Linked DNA regions of Capsicum annuum: region 2 is linked to region 1. Evidence: chromatin contacts called from public Hi-C data. All regions are on one chromosome and are shown on one strand. The core of a region is the stretch at or near the end of the contact, and the rest is flanking DNA. Distances in the headings are between cores, read along the strand shown. Region 1 holds the start of LOC107863491. Region 2 overlaps LOC107863466 (clathrin heavy chain 1).

Region 1 (2,753 bases), core at 126-2,625:
TTATGCTAGCGCTTGGCCATAGATTCCCAAATATTTTTGGCAAGTCATTTTTGGGTGAAGATTTGTGAAATTCCACCATGTGTTTGTCCATAGTATTTGGGAAACATATTTTAGTTTTAAAAGTTCACAAAAATTGGAATATGGCCCAAATACTAGAATTTTCTAGTATTTGGGAATTTCGATTATTTACCAAACAATGATAGATTGTATGACCAAACACTAAAACCTAATTGGGAAGTCTATGGTCAAATGGGTCCTATGTCTTAGTTATAGCAAACTCTAGAATTTCTTTCCTTCTTTATTCCTATTACTAGCTCGACCATATCCTCCATGCCATGTACTTATTAGAAGTTGTGACTACATCTATCGCTTGACGACTTCCTTCTTTATTGACTTCTTATACATAGATACAAACTTCTATGATCTGTAACTGCAAATATCACCTAGATAACAAGACTAGCCCATTACACAACCAAGCTAACCATAATTTCTATTTAAGAAGTATAGAATCATAGGTACGGCTACATACAATATACCCTCCTTGTGATCCGGCCCTTCCCTGAATCCTGTCATAACAGGAGCTTAGTGCACTGAGCTGCCCTTTTTCCTATCGAAACATGACAATATCTGATTGATCCTAATCTATTATTTACACGTTAAGGAAAATAAATTCTTGCTTCCACTCCCTCCATGCTATCTAATCACAAGATTAATTTACTATCAAATAACCACAATTAACACTAAAGGGTCGTTTAGTGTGAGGTATAAGAGATAAATAGTCCCACGATAAAATGAGGACTATTTTATCCCATTTTAGTGGGAGGCACTAGTTAGTACCGCAATTATTTATCCCAACATTTACACAATAGTGATGAGATAAGTTATCTCCATAGTATGGGATAAGTTATTCCATATAAATGGTGGACTAACTAGGGATTAATTGTTCCTGGATAACTCTTTCCCAACCAAACGACCAGCAAGTGTCTATCAAACCCAAAAATAGCCAAGCAAGTAATATTCCATTTAAAGCAATGAATTTAGAAGGTGATCATGAAAGAGAATCGTTAGAAGTATGAACAGATAAATTTTCAGCGAAAAAAGAAAGAGAACTGGAAGGAGATGCAATACATACAATTGAGGGAAAGCCCAGGAGAGAATTCAAAGAAGCAGCCATGGACTTCCTCTTTATTGCGTGTGGATGCTCAAATATAGTTTTACAGCCCAACCATGAAATCTTGCAATGTAAACTTTGTTTAAACTGAAGCGCAGGAGATATGAAGAATAAAATTGAGAGCAGTTTTCTGCTTTGCCTTCAGTTTCCAAAATGAACGGTGCTGATAGAGAGCCGTAATTATCCTCCAATAAAAGTTGTTTACACTTTTAGTCAAAATTAATATGTTTGGCTATAAAAATTTTAATTTTAATTTTAAATTATTTTTGAAAAAATAAAAATAAATTTTACTTATTTTTATTTTTTTTAATTTCAATTTCAACTTCATTTATTATAAATAATTTTATTTTTATTTAAAAAATACTCTATTAATTTTATCAACAACTGGAGTTAAATGTCTAATCACCACATTGCTCACTTCTTATTTTCATAGATAAAAAACCTTAAAATTGAAGACAACTTTATTTTTTTCCTTTTCCTCAAAATTTCCTCATAATACAATGGAAACTTAATCCGCTCATTCTTGTGACTCTTTATACAACACCAACAACAAAGGCAACATTATTATCTTCTGTCACATTATTGTATCTTGTAGGTAAATTAGTTAAGTTGGGTGATTTTGATAGTTTTTAAAAATTAAGGTATAAAATTATATTTTAAAAAGTCTTTTCAAAGGTCTAAAAAATATTACCAAAAAGACCTAGTCAAAACGACTCCAACTCCAACTTCAACTCCAATTCTAACTTCAACTTCAAAATTTTTTAGTTTTCATGGCCAAACGACTACTTAGAATGTTGAAAAAATTGAACAAAAAGAGTCTTTTAAGTTTCTTTTTGAGTATTGGTGATACTGACCAAAGGGTAGGGTCAAAATCCCCCTTAAAAACTTAATCAAGATATTTGGGACCAAATCAATATTTTCAAAATTTATTAATTTTTTAAAATTACAAATCAACCCCAATTCTAATTAATGTGTAATAAAAATATATGACAATTATGTCCCATCAGTTTTCCAAAAATATCTCTGAGAACGTTTCCTCTTCTCTTCTCTCAATAACTCAACTTTTTGTTCCAACAAATTGCCCGAAACCCATCACGATGGATCGATTTTATTTCCATTTCTGACCATATAAGTTGTTATTTTCGACTTCCTTCTTTCTTGTAGCTGTTTCTTCCTCGTAGCTGTCATTTTCTCTCTCAATGCAAGTAAGAGTTCTATATTTGTTATTTTATTTTTTTTGAAAATTAGGGGTTTTTATTTAATGAAGAAAAATAAGAACTTTAATTGCATTATCGTGAAGTATGGGTAAATAATTTTGACTTTTGATGCTAAAAAAAGTAGGAAGAACCTAAGAAACCGTAGTTTGCGGTAGTTATTCTCTTAATATGGTGGTTGATGGAAATGAGGTATTTTTTTGAGTGAAATATCAATTCTTATTATTGATGTTATTCTTGTTCTCGAACATTATTGTAAAATAGCACAAACTTGAACTTTGACCTTTTTCAGAGATATTTGTTGTGACAATTTTGTCATCTTGTTTCTGTTGTTGTATTGAATCACTTCACTTGGTACTTGTTGGTGT
Region 2 (2,753 bases), core at 178-2,677, 500 kb after region 1:
TTGGACTATTAAAGTTTGAGTTGATAATTACCATTTCAATAGACTAGAATGTTATAAATGAAACTTATGAGAACAGTTGTGTTGAAACTCAGATTTAAAGGTTGTGTAGTCATAGTTTCAAGTCCTAAATGAATTATGTTCTACCTAATTACATAATTGTTGATATGAATGGGATCAATCGTATAGGTTCTGATTAGACATTAGTTGATGACGCGGGATCATATGGTGGTTGAACTTGGAACACAAAGCGACCCCTCCCATTTTTGTTCCACCCCCACTTCGACCTTTTCCCTTTCATTTTTGTTTTTATCATTGTTTAATATAATTATATTCTATGGGCACTATGTCAAGACAGTTGCCAAGAAAGTATTATAATACTTCTCTTATAAAAGACATTTTTCAACTGTGATTTACAAATTGCATATTTCCAATTTTTCATAACTCAACTAACGATTTTGAAACTGCCAGAACACTAAATATTAAAAATGGAAGGATGTTAAAGTTAAAAGTTAAAAAATGAAAATATTCATAAAAGTTATCTGCATTTGTTTGGCACATGAAAACGTGTATATGAGTAAACACTCTAAGCCTTTTCCACTTCTCTTAATTAATTTGATTAACTTAATGTAGTAGTATTTGACTTCATGGAAACGTTTATACTGTTGTCATTCCAAACCAAGTTCATAGAATGGTATACGAATTATGTTTTTAACGTAATCTTACAACTATTTTGCTACTCAATCTTCATTGACGTTCTTAAATGGAAGATCAGACATACAATTTGCATTATTTGGTCTACTTACAGAAACTACACATTGCTGAAATTGTTGAGCCAAAAGGGCACGCGCTTGCATCAACGTTCTTAAATGGGTTAATTATTTTGCAAGAATCAAAATTTTGTAAAGTTGGGTACTCATCCATATGGGGTACAACGCACGCATGCTCAGAAGTCGAAAACTAATATCAACAAGAAGCAAAAACTTTAAGAAACTGCTAAAAGTATATGAAAAAATGGAACTGACTCAGCAAGACTAGGCTGTTCCTGGAACAATGAAAAATAGAAGAACAAAAAAAAAGTGCAGCTGTTGATAAGATAAAAAGATTTCCCTGAATAAAGCATTAAAATTAAATTTTATCAACAAGACGCCCGTCCTTGAAATACTTACAGAACTTTGGAAATTAATCCTTGACAGAAAATAGTACAAAATGCAATATAATGCATCTCTAAATAGTTCTAGATATTTGTAATATCCTCGATCCTCCATCTGCTACCTAGCTGCAAAAAACTGCCTCTTCTAAAAGAATATTACAAAGGAGATATCAGCACCTTATGACACACAACAGAATGGTTATTTTATCTAGCCTCCATTTCTGCCGATCAGCAATCAACTGCAGCCTGAAAGAATCACGGGAAACAGCCCCAACTCCAACAAAAACGACCAAATTGCATGCTTCACTCTTTTAGTGTTTGTTTGTTTACACCAGTAGCTGAAGTAAAACCTTGAATTAGTAGGGACCCATGGGTGGCATACCAAATGGAGGCATTCCCATTCCACCCATTGGAGGTGGCGAAGGTGGAGCAAAACCTCCTCCCATACCTGGCATTGGTGGAGCAGGCAAAGCCAGAGGTAGCAACTGCGCATACATGTTCTACAACCAAAAGTGAAGAGGTTTAGCGATGGCTTGTTTACACATCAAGCAATTACAGGAATGGCCATTTTACCACATAAAAATGCATGTCTTTAATGTCACACTTCAAAACATTACCAAAAGTTTTTGCAATGGTGGTTATGTTCCTAGCTATTAAGTAGACTGTAGACTACGAAATTACTTGCAATATATATTACAGAATACCTGTTGCTTCATAACGTCCTTCTCTTCATTCTCTTTGGCTTTTGCTTCACTTTGAGCCTCTATTTTATCTTTTATCAGCTCATCAACCTTGCCAGTATATTCTCGAATAAACTACAAGAGAGAGAGAGAGGAATCAGAAAATAGCTGCAGATTACACTAGATATCAACAAGCAACAGAGAATCAGAAAACTAAAGCAGACAACAAAATGATTACTGCATATGAGCAGAAGCTAGGAGGCAACAATGATGCTATGACATGCATGTTCAACAAACCCAGTGAATTCCCACCAAGTGGGGTCTGGGGAGGGTAAAATGTACGCAGTCCATACCGCTACTTCCGAAAAAGTAGAGAGGTTGTTTCCAATAGACCCCCGGCTCAAGATCAAGAATAGTTAACACGGTCATATGGGCATCTTTATATTTTTGAAAAATTGACCATAATCATAGTGAACTATAAACAGGAAATAACCAGAAATAGAATCCAGAAGAGATTCAATAAGAACATCATGTGAAACACACCCAAAGGAAACACAAAACCTTTTTTATTTTTTGGACAAGTAAACAGGTTTTTCCAGAGTAAATCAGATATACTTGCAGCCTTGCTCTGACAAGTACAAACAGGTTTTTCCAGAGCGAATCAGATATCCTTGCAGCCATGGCAAGGCTGAAAGGATGCACTAGCATACACATCCATCAGACAAGGCGTATTAAACGTGGGGCTAAATATCCACAAAGAAAATCAATGCAAAAGAATATTCTCCTTGAAAGAAGACAAGCATGTGAAAATATTGACACGGGGTTAGGGTGGAGAGTCAGTTACCTGTAACAGGTAAGGGAATGCAAAGTCGATCATATTATTCATCCACGCTAGCTCGAGGGTAACATCCGGGCGAATCAAA

What was found. Hi-C and Micro-C count contacts between places; a contact is called where the count stands out from the background.
Region 2: a contact with region 1 is called in a Hi-C map of leaf, with 2.5 times the contacts expected there. The contact joins the enhancer-like site here to the promoter of LOC107863491 in region 1. A contact is called at or near these places in 3 of 5 Hi-C or Micro-C datasets (bud, leaf and placenta).

The regions. Positions count from the first base shown.
Region 1 is chr3:150,138,287-150,141,039 of UCD10Xv1.1, forward strand. It overlaps LOC107863491, which reads right to left and starts at 1,376. Exons shown (of 2, transcript XM_016709423.2): 1 at 1,133-1,376. The coding sequence starts at 1,174.
Region 2 is chr3:150,634,049-150,636,801 of UCD10Xv1.1, forward strand. LOC107863466 (clathrin heavy chain 1) reads right to left here. Exons shown (of 30, transcript XM_016709399.2): 28 at 2,675-2,753; 29 at 1,855-1,965; 30 at 1,086-1,650. The coding sequence ends at 1,507. Among protein-coding and RNA genes, the nearest start is that of LOC107863466, 12 kb to the right of the region's middle. Within about 2 kb of position 1,428, at least 3 of the 5 cell types and tissues checked have an H3K27ac peak or open chromatin away from gene starts, as enhancers often do. A contact at or near this core is called in leaf, where this site is marked.